Regions from separate parts of the Zea mays genome. Here region 2 is linked to region 1. The links are chromatin contacts, called in public Hi-C maps. All regions are on one chromosome and are shown on one strand. The core of a region is the stretch at or near the end of the contact, and the rest is flanking DNA. Distances in the headings are between cores, read along the strand shown. Region 1 holds the start of LOC100285840 (MPPN domain containing protein). Region 2 overlaps LOC103637263.

Region 1 (5,665 bases), core at 2,281-4,780:
CCGGTGAGCCAACGGTCGACTGCGCGATCTGCGCAAGACACGTGGCCGAGCCAACGGTCGAGAGGGGGCACCGGACTGTCCGGTGTGCACCGGACAGTGTCCAGTGCGTCAACGGCTCCCAGGCGCCAACGGTCGACTACGCCACAGAAGGAAAGAAATCCGCACCGGACAGTGTCCGGTGTGCACCGGACTGTCCGGTGCGCTAGACGGCAGAAGGCAAGATTTGCCTTCCTGGAATGCTCTCAACGGCTCCTAGCTGCCTTGGGGCTATAAAAGGGACCCCCTAGGCGCATGGAGGAGAACACCAAGCATCCTCTAAGCATTCCTAAGCACTAAGACATCGATTCCGCGCCTTTGATTCTTTGCGATAGCAATTAGAGCTCTAGTCGAGTTGTGAACTCATTGAGTTGTGTTGTGAGCTCTTGTTGTGACTTGTGTGCGTGGTGTTGCTGTGATTTCTTGTCTTGAGTGTGTTGCTTATCCCTCTCTTACTCCGTGCTTCTTTGTGAACTTCAAGTGTAAGGGCGAGAGGCTCCAAAATGTGGAGATTTCTCGCAAACGGGATATAGTAAAGCAAGCAAAACACTGTGGTATTCAAGTGGGTCTTTGGACCGCTTGAGAGGGGTTGATTGCAACCCTCGTCCGTTGGGACGCCACAACGTGGAGTAGGCAAGCGTTGGTCTTGGCCGAACCACCGGATAAACCACTGTGCCATCTCTGTGATTGATCTTTTGTGGTTATTGTGTTGTGTTGAGACTCCTCTCTAGCCACTTGGCATTATTGTGCTAACGCTTAACCAAGTTTTTGTGGCTTAAGTTTAAAGTTTTACAGGATCACCTATTCACCCCCCCTCTAGGTGCTCTCACTTGTGGGACTTAGTGTCCCATTTGATTGAGAAGAGAAGCTCACTCGGTCTAAGTGACTGTTTGAGAGAGGGAAATGGTTGAAAGAGACCCGGTTTTTGTGACCACCTCAACGAGGAGTAGGTTTGCAAGAACCGAACCTCGGTAAAACAAATCACCATGTCATCCGCCTTATTTACTTGTGATTTGTTTTCGCCCTCTCTTTCGGACTCGTTTATAATTCTAACGCTAACCCCGACTTGTAATTGTGCTTAAAGTTTGTAAAATTTCAGATTCGTCCTATTCACCCTCCCTCTAGGCAACTTTCAATACATTTTTTTGTAAAATAAAAAAAAATATAATCGCATCGAACCAACATACGGGCAGAGGCTACAACCTAAGCACGACACAACGTTTTTGGCTCTTGCAAGTATTAGGTCGTTTCTGAGACCACATTGACGCAGTGGACTCCATGGTGTTTGAGATTGCTGAATTGGATGGAGCAACAATGATTTGTCACACTAACAGGAAAATGAAATTTTATTTGTTGGTTTTAAACGTTAGTAATTGCTACGAAGTAGCATATTTATATGAAGTGTATCCAGTTTTTATTGATGCCCGACTTTAGCAACCACTCCATATTTTGATTTATCTTGTTTATAAGTTTGAGTTCACGTGACTTATTTTAGAAACTTGAGCTCATAAACTTTGTCTTATTTGGTCTTTGTATGATGGAATTATGTCATTCTATAATCTCTATTCGTTCAGTCAGTCGTTGTGAACTCTCTACTCATCGCTCACTTCATTGGTCGTGTTGTACCAAGACATATTGGATGGAGTAAACAATAACATCAGTTAGCCAAATCAAAAAAATTATATGGAGAGCGGAGACAATCAATAAAAAATATTGAGATTTTTTTGGTGGACGTGAGTATTGTTGTAAGCCGTTACAACGCACGGGTAACCGACTAGTTAACTAATATAATGTAGAAATAAAGTGGGTTTTTTAGCGTGAACATTGAGCCCACACAAACCTTCCCCAAATCTTACTCCATATTCTTCTCTGGTTTTCCACCTCTGCGACGCGGTATAGATGCTGCTCCTCCCCAACGTTTCGTCTTCCACGCCGGGGCATACAGGTCGTCTTCCTTCTTGTTGTTTCCTCCTCTGCGACTATCGCGACGCGACATCTAGGTGTTCCTCCTCCTCGGCGTCACTGTTTTACCTCCATCGCAGCTCGAGCTGCTGCAAGCAGGCTCGCATGGAGGCCACCGCGGGCAGGGCCGGTCATGAGGTTTCACCCAGGGCGAAACAAAAATTGGGGCCCTCAATAATTTTTGAATGATAAAAGTCTACAATATATATACTTTCTTCTAAGTACATAAGCAAAATTTTGAATGATAAAAGTCTATAATATATCAAAACAACTTCAAATCTTTGTACGTATTAATTCAAAAAATTCTTCTAACGTTTCTTGATGCGAAGTCATTGATAATAATGTTGCTATCAACCTCGTCTAATATTTTTTCTCAATGCATAAAGTAGCCAATCCGTTGAGCCGATCTTGATACATCGTTGACCTTAAATAGTTCTTCAACAATTTCAACTTTGAAAAGCTTCTCTAAGCCGATGTCACAGCCACAAGCACAGTAAATAATATCCAATAAGCGATTAAAATATTTGGATACGGATCCATTTGCCGAACATACTCAAAAATCTCCATAGAAGACATTGGTATTTTAGGAAAACTTAACTTCAAAACCTTCAAATCAGATAGTAGATCATTTATCTCAACGTCAGAACTGTCCTACGAAGAGGGGCAAGTGGAGCGGCCGCACCAGACACAACACCTAAGACTATATATACATGTATATTACTTGGGGCCATTCCAAAATCGGAGGCCCGGTGCGGCCGCTCTTGCCCCCCTCCAGGTTCGGCCCTGACCACGGGGCTAGCTGCTGCAAGCATGCTCCACGCCACCGTGGTGTCTGAGCTCAGCTGAATGGTCATGGCACAGTGTTGGTTGGGTGCACGCCACAACGACGCGGATGCACAATGGTTCTCTGGCTTTAGCGTCCCATGGAATGACCGCTAAATTTACCGAAAACTATAGCGGACGTTGTTGAAGGGGATAGCGTGGATATGAAATACTAAATTTAGCGTACAAGATTTTTTAGCGGATGTTGTTGGATAGTATTGAAGCCATCTGACCGCCTCACCCCCTCCCCTCGCGACTCGCCAAGGGTGCGTTTGGTTGTGGGACAGTCAGGATAGGGACGTCCACTGGCGTCCTCTCTCGTCCCCCAATTTTGAGGGATAACTAGAGACAACTCTTGACTCTAAACCAAATAATCTTATTTGAGAGATCGTTTTATCCCATTCCGTCCCGTCATTGTAACCAAACGCATCCCAAGACGCGCCTCCTCCCCTCCGTGCGCCCTTCTTCTCTTTACTGTTGGCTTTGGCTGGAAGCCGGCCCAGCCTCGCAAGTCGCAAGGCACGGAGCGGCCCAATAAATACGAGCAACTGCTGCAACCAGGCAAAGAGGCATCCGCGCCCCTCCACGACGCCCGTCGGCCACGGGCCACCTACCGACGCTCCCCCACTGCTTGGTCCCGCCCTCCCGCCCTCTACTGCAGGTCAGCACCCAGCAGGAGGGAAAGGGCGACTCGCCGACTCCGAAGCCCAAACCCTCAACCTACAGCAGCGCGCCAGCGCCGCTCCGCCCGCCCATGGGCTCCTCATCCCACTCTCTCGCCGTCTCACGGCGCGGCCGCAGCGCGCGGCAGTCCCCCTTCTTTCGAGACCTCGCCACCCCGATCCCGTCCCATCGTGGCGTGTCCCGCTTTGCCTCGGGGGCTTCCCCCTCCTCCACGCCACCACCCCCGCCGCCCATCTTCACCCTCGATGACCGCTATGCCTCCGCAGACTTCTCCCCGGACCCCACCGCCTCCGACCTTCTCCCCGTCGCGTCGTCTCCCTCCCCCCGCACCGCTGCCAGCCGCTCGCCGCCATGGGACCTGTCCCGGGGCAAGGTGGCGCTCTCGGCACCAGGATCCCCCATGGCTGGGGTCGTCGAGCCGACCCGGAAAGAGATGCTCGCTTTGCCGGCCCCTGCGAGCCCTGGCACCCCACCTCCTGCCGCGACAGCGGAGGCGCAGTCACCGGTGTCCCCCGCGCAGGCACCTAGGACGGAGCCGGTGGCGAACGCAGGGGAGGTCGAACGGGAGGAGTGGGTCACTGTATTTGGGTGAGAAAATAATGTTTATGCTTTGCTTTGTACTGGATTATTGCTTATAAATATGTTGACAGACGCTTATGAACACGGTAGAGTTGGCTAGGATGCTATGGTAATTGTTTATCATGAGTTGAGTAGTTGACACACTCCATGCTCTCTCGGCAGTCATTTGCTAACCCCAAATTGTAGGTGCCTTGTATGATAAATTGATTCAGTTCTGTTGGTACTTCTATAGATTCTCTATTGGTGATACCAACCTTATTCTTCGGGAATTCGAGAAATGTGGAGTAATATTGAGACATCACTCTGGTCCAAGAGATGGAAATTGGATCCACATATTGTACCAGGTAATTATACATTTATCTACTGTTGTGCTTCCGTATTTCTGTTGTACTATTTACTTTAATTTTCTCTAACTATGTTTCACAAAGTAGTCATATTAGCTTAGGCTGCTCTGTAGCTAACCAGCGAGATTAGTTGCCAGTGAACTGAAACAACTACATAAACTCATTTGGGCTCCCCCATTAGGTTGAGTAATATTCTTGTACTGTTTTAATATAGTGTCAATTTTTAGTTGCACAGTACCGACACCAAGTTCTATCCTCATGTGTAAATGCTGCAGTATATGGTTTCATTATCCCTTGAACATGAAGCATATCGGTAACTTAGTCCTGTATAGGTTTTCAGCGTAACATGATCAAGGTACCATCACACACAGGGAACTTATTTTTACTTATGAAGTCTCTAAATTCATAAAATAAATTCATAAATTGGTGGAATGTTATGTGTCTATTGACGATGGGTTTACAAATATCCTCGAAAGATACTGGAAAATAAATAGAAATGTGATGTGCTCTCTGAATTCCCTTGGCACATCCAAGTTATTATGCTTATACAAATAGCAACTCTTCAGACTTCTTGTTGTCACCAGGTATTCAAGTAGTTCTTTTGTTGGCAGTGTCAGTTTCCTGTACGCATTTTTCAGATTAAAAACCTGTATGGTCACTATCAACTCTACCTTTCTAGGTGTATTGTTCCTACTGTTGTTTATGGATCTCTTAATTCTGAGATGTTATTATCTCTATTTATTTGACAATTTTATCACTTCTGATGTTTACATGCACCATAGTTAATGTTTCTACATTGCTATGTGATAGTCTTGAAACTGACAACTTTCACCATCGTGTATGTGGTCCCAAAGCGTTCTTATGATGCTCGAAAGGCCCTTCAGAAAAATGTTATCCAACTAAGCAGCAGTCTGATAGTTGGAGTAAAGCCTATTGATGCAGTGCACTGGCAGCAGCTGGACGAGAGTTTCGCTCCAAGCAACCCAGGTGGATTTATGGTTTCCTTGCCTTCGAAGTCACTTGGCTTGAAGAGCACAGGCGCATCGAACCAGTTAGGAGGCTTTAACCGGCTGTATGACCTCAAAGCTAACACAAACGTTAGCCGAGATGCAGGCCGTCGGGCAACTGGCAGTGTTGCTGCACCAGCAAAATCAATTGTAACCAATGTAATGGATTTGGTATTTGGCATTTGATTTGGCAATGAGGATTGAGGACCAATGCATCCGGAACCTTCTCTG
Region 2 (5,665 bases), core at 1,919-4,418, 140 kb before region 1:
GCAAAAAAGTGCGACAAAAGCCTCCAAGCGAGTAACAACACTCCCTTCGAAGCTCGAGGGCTACTGTCGGGGACCATAATTAGGGGTACCCCCAAGACTCTTAATCTCAGCTGGTAACCCCCATCAGCACAAAGCTGCAAAGGCCTGATGGGCGCGATTAAGGTCAAGGCTTGGTCCACTCAAGGGACACGATCTCGCCTCGCCCGAGCCCAGCCTCGGGCAAAGGCAGCCGACCCCTGAGGATTCACGTCTCGCCCGATGGCCCCCTCAAGCAACGGACACACCTTTGGCTTGCCCGAGGCCCAGTCTTCGCAGAGAAGCAACCTTGGCCAGATCGCCACGCCAACCGACCGTATCGCAGGAGCATTTAATGCAAGGATCGCCTGACACCTTATCCTGACGCGCGCTCTTCAGTCGATAGAGCCGAAGTGACCGCAGTCACTTTGCCGCTCCACTGACCGACCTGACAAGAAAACAGCGCCGCCTGCGTCGCTCCGACTGTTGTGCCACTCGACAGAGTGAGGCTGACAGCAGCTAAGTCCAGCCTCGGGCGCCATAGGAAGCTCCGCCTCGCCCGACCCCAGGGCTCGGACTCAACCTCGACGCTGGACGACGGACTCCGCCTCGCCCGACCCCAGGGCTCGGACACAGCCTCGACCTCGGAAGACGGTCTCTGCCTCGCCCGACCTAGGACTCGGACTCGACCTCGACCTCGGAAGACGGTCTCTGCCTCGCCCGACCCAGGGCTCGGATCGACCTCGACCTTGGAAGACGGACTCCGCCTCGCCCGCCCCCAGGGGTCGGACTCAGCCTCGACCTCGGAAGATGGACTCCGCCTCGCCCGACCCCAGGGGTCGGACTCAGCCTTGACCTCGGAAGACGGACTCGACCTCGACCTCGGAGGAGCCTCCGCCTCGCCCGACCTAGGGCTCGGACCGACCACGTCACAGGGGGGGCAATCATTACCCTACCCCTAGCTAGCTCAGGCTACGGGGAGCAAGACCGGCGTCCCATCTGGCTCGCCCCGGTAAACAAATAATGATGGCGCCCCGCGTGCTCCATGACGACGATGGCTCTCAGCCCCTTATGGAAGCAAGGAGACGTCAGCAAGGACTCGACAGCCCCGACAGCTGTCCTTCCGCAGGGCTCCAGCTCTCCTCCGACGGGCACGACATCACATGAACAGGGTGCCAAAACCTCTCCGGCTGCCACGACGACATGTACTTAGGGCTCTAGCTCCTCTCTGCTAGACACGTTAGCACACTGCTACACCCCCTATTGTACACCTGGACCCTCTCCTTGTGCCTATAAAAGGAAGGTCCAGGGCTCTCGTACGAGAAGGTTGGCCGCGCGGGAGAACGGGCAGGCGCATAAGGCTCTCGCTCTCTCTCTCTCTCCCACACGAACGCTTGTAACCCCCTACTGCAAGCGCACCCGACCTAGGCGTAGGGCAACACGAAGGCCGCGGGTTTCCCCTTTGCCTGTTTCTTCCCCCTTCGTGCTCCGTCTCGCATCGACCCATCTGGGCTGGGACACGCGGCGACAATTCACTCGTCGGTCCAGGGACCCCCCGGGGTCGAAACGCCACACTCACATGAGGTTTTTAACGAGACAACAAAGTGCAAATGCAATTTGCGTCATCGTGTACTCTTTCTCCATATTTTTCCCACTGGGTTTTTCGGAGTTTTAACGAGGCATGTGTTGGTCGCAGTATTCGTCCAAGGGGGAGTGTTAAGTAACCCTAGTTAGGGTTATGTGGGCAAATATCTGCTTTGCCCCTGAGGGGTCTCACACCTCTATATAAGAACTTGTACAACCCCTCATAATAGAAGAGAAGAGAAAGAGGTCAGAGGCCTAACCCTATATCCTGTGTCTCGTGTGTTTCCTATGTCGTGCTTCTGGGAAGGGGACGGGTCCTCTACAACTTCTCGTGCCTCTACTGCTGACAGGAGAGAAGGAAGCGGATCTGGTTATTCGTGGTAACGTAGTTCTCAATAAAAAATAAAATCATAATACCGTACGGTACCGTCAAGATACTCCTAATTCAATAGCAGGCCTTCCGCGGGTGGGCCGAAAGTAGCGGGCAGCCGTACTATACTACGAACGAGTAGAATCTTTACGTGGGCTTTCAGTCTCTTACTTGAGAAGGTTCCGAAGCCGAAACATGTGCCCAGTTTTTTTTTCGCACGTTCTCGGATTTTCGATAGGAACAGTTTGTTTTTCTGCTCCCCCTTTCTCTATGGAAAACCGTGGGAACCGATCCCCCCCGCTGGATCACAATTCACGAACGGTTGGTGCGACGAAACTCTCGAGAGAATTTCATGTTGTGTAGTGACTGAGTGGCATTTCTAGCGTTGCTCAGCTTCGTTTCGTGGTGGCACTACTGGACTGAAGGAATCTTTAGTAAGGATTCAGAGGCAGATCACGTAGGGCGCTCTGGGACGGTTAAAGCGCGTCAGTCACGGACGCGCGGCACGGGAAAGCTGCCGCGACGGCGAGGAACCCTGCCCTGCCCCTGCTTGCCTGTAACTCCCTCCTCACCCTGGCCGCCTGGCGCTATGGGGCTTAGCTGCTAGGCGGCGCTGGTGGCGTGCGTAGCGTAGCTCATGGGTCACTCGATGCTTAGCAGCGCGGGTGGTGGTCCCACTGCTAACGTCGTCACGTGTCCGCAGGTGCCCAGAAGCAGAGTCACACTAGCTCACACGAACGCCGGCGCCGGCGCCGCGCGCGCGCCTTGGCTACTCTTGCAGGTGATGAGGTGAGGTGAGCAACGTGTAGCTGTAGCGAGCGACCAGGAAGGAGGAGAGGACGTACTCGAGGCGAAAACAACGGAACGCGAGTACGCGACCGCCTTGCGTGCTGGGCGCTGCCGACTTGCCTCGGCGTCAGGACATGCGTGTCCTGTCCTGGATCGCAAAGGTGGGCGGCCCTTGTCATGTGACGTTACATTTACCGGTGGCCGCTCCGTGCAGACAGAGGCAGGCGTCGAAGCACGTCGTGTCACTTGGAGCCATCGAGGAAGTGGGTAGCAAGCAAGGACAGACAGGTGCATCCAATAGTTAATTGTTCGAAGTTTTTTTTAAAAGAATTTGTTGTCAGGAGGTACTGAGGTAGTACGCACCGAAAATGGGCCCAAACGAGAAGGGTCGATCCAACAGCGCCGGACCAACATCGAAGTGGCTAGAATTGGATCCAATGCTCTGGCCGGCCTGCGACGACGACCATATCCAAAGTTCCAAAAACCCCGCACGCTGCTACAAGCACAGAATGCCAGTATGTATACCTGCTCTGCTCATTCATGTTCGCCTGGCTGGCACGTGGGCCCTGCAATATATCCCAACATTTCACTGCCATTTTTTTTGTTTGGGAAGCTAAGGCCGATCCATTCCATTTTTTTTTGTGGACAGGACCATTGCGAGATTCCGATGATCACGTGCGCCTTTTTCACCCTGCTGTTATCCCGATGAGCACTAGCTACCACTTACTTTTGACCCGTCCTAGGTAAAAAGATTGTCGTCGTCGTTGCCCTACTCCACACCTACTACACCTCGTCAAACATGCACTCACCCGCCTGCACGTAACGTAACGTGTCTACATTTATTAAAATGTATTTACTGGATAGCAGGGGCATGAGCATCAGCCACCTCCGCCACCGCAACCGCAACCTCGTGCAGCTGCTGCTAGGCTACTGCAGAAGGAAGGGCGAGCTGCTGATGGTCTACTACTGCATGCCCAACGGTAGCCTCGACAAGCACCGCCTGCACGCCGAGGACGGCAAGGCGCTGCTGGAGTGAGCGCAGAGGTTTCAGATCATCAAGGATGTGGCCTCCGACCTCTTCTACCTCCACATGAAGTGGGGGCAGGTGGTCGTCCATCAACCGATCAACGTGGGCGGTATGGTCGCACACCTAGGTGACTTTGGCCTCGCCAGGCTTTTATAGTTGGCCAAATGGCACTAACATGACGGGCCGGGCCGGGCACGGCACTAAAAAGCACGGCACTGGCACGGCACGACACGGTCCTCTTAGTGCCAGTGCCGGGCACGGCCCGTACATAGTGCCGTGCCTGGGCCACCACTTGGGCCCGTATGGTCGGCCCAGGCACGGCACGGCTAACTGGGCCGGCACGGCGTCGGCACGGCCCACCCGAGCGAGTCGCGTGTAAACCCTAAGGCCTAACCCGCCCCAGCCGCGGCCGCGGGCGTCACTCCTCACTCACTCTCGCTCTCGCTCAAACCCTAACTCGCTCTCGCTCACTGACTCACTCGCTCTCTCTCAGCCGCGGGCAATTCGGCGGCGACCGGCGAGCTCTCCTCTCCCTCGTTCCCTCCGCCTCCGCTAAGCGCTCCGGTCTCCATCTCCGCCTCCGGTCTGCGGTCTCCGGCTCTCCGCCTCGGCGCCTCCGCTCGGATCGATCGTCGCTCGTCACCGTCGGAGATCCTCTCCGGCTCTCCCTCGCTCGGATCTGCGCATTTGTGAACCGGGTAACTCAGATCCATAACCCCCGCTCGGATCTGCTGTCTTCTTCTCCTCCTCCGGTGTGATCTGCGGAGATCCTGGTGCTCCGGCTTATTAGGGTTTACAGTTTACACGCGCATTTTAGAACCGGCGCGATCTGCGCTTGTGCGGAGATCCCGGTGCTCCGTTCTCCCTCTCCTCTCTACTCTCTCCTGTCTTCTTCTCCCCCTCCGGCCTCCGGTGTGATCTGCGCTTCTGCGGAGATCCCGGTGCTCCGGCTTACTCCGTTGAGGAACCGGGACTGGGGACTCCGGGGTCCGGTACGACGGCACTGGCACTGGTACTCTCCTCTCTTCTAGCTCCAGTCTCCCTCTCCTATCTTCTTCTCCCCCTCCGGCCTCCGGTGTGATCTGCGCTTCTGCGGAGATCCCGGTGCTGCAAGCTCTTCAGCTTCTACTGCTTCTGAACTCATTTCTTACTTAGATTGTGATCTGCGCTACTGCATGCTGCAAGCTCTTCAGCTTCTACTGCTTCTGAACTCATTTCTTACTTAGATTGTGACACTGTCAACCAGTTAACTGATGATTTCAACATCTTGCACTGGTGGCATCAGCACAAACTCACTTATCCAGTACTGTCAATTATGGCTAAAGATATTTTAACTGTTCCTGTGTCTACCATCTCTTCAGAATCCACTTTTAGTTTAACTGGCAGGATCATCGACGAGCGGAGGAGGAGATTGAAGTCTGATGTGGTTGAGATGTTGACATGCATTAAAGATTGGGAGGATGCTGAAGCAAGGATGCAACACATGGTGGATGACAAAGAGCTTGAAGAAACATTTGAAAATCTTTATCTTGATTAGTCTTACTCTCTTTGTGACCATTTCTGTAATGGGACTGTAATATTATGCACCTGGACACTGGACTGGACTGGACTGTAAACATTTGAAAAACATTTTAATGAGCTGGGCTGTACTCTTTTTTCCTGTCTAGGGTTTCTCACAAGGGTGAGTTTTACCTAGACAGGTTTTTAACGAGGCAGCCATTGCACTACAGCTCATAAAATTGTTGTTTGATTAGTCTCTTACTCTCTTTGTGAATGCTGTTTGAATCTGTTATTAACTATGAAATCTGTTATTCACTTATGCTGTTTGAATGCTGCTGCTGGTATTTCTACACGTAGTGCCCGTGCTGGCACTAGCACTG

Evidence for each region. A called contact is a pair of places that touch in the nucleus more often than the background predicts.
Region 2: a contact with region 1 is called in a Hi-C map of ear, with 1.9 times the contacts expected there. The contact joins the enhancer-like site here to the promoter of LOC100285840 in region 1. A contact is called at or near these places in 2 of 25 Hi-C or Micro-C datasets (ear and tassel).

Annotation. Positions count from the first base shown.
Region 1 is chr8:127,400,623-127,406,287 of Zm-B73-REFERENCE-NAM-5.0, reverse strand. It overlaps LOC100285840 (MPPN domain containing protein), which reads left to right and starts at 3,530. Exons shown (of 3, transcript NM_001158730.1): 1 at 3,530-4,092; 2 at 4,316-4,427; 3 at 5,282-5,665. The coding sequence starts at 3,575. The coding sequence ends at 5,620.
Region 2 is chr8:127,537,469-127,543,133 of Zm-B73-REFERENCE-NAM-5.0, reverse strand. It overlaps LOC103637263, which reads left to right. Exons shown (of 6, transcript XR_002264586.3): 3 at 2,751-3,021; 4 at 3,100-3,273; 5 at 3,408-3,501; 6 at 3,626-5,553. Among protein-coding and RNA genes, the nearest start is that of LOC103635866, 5.6 kb to the right of the region's middle. Within about 2 kb of position 3,168, at least 19 of the 20 cell types and tissues checked have an H3K27ac peak or open chromatin away from gene starts, as enhancers often do. A contact at or near this core is called in ear and tassel, where this site is marked.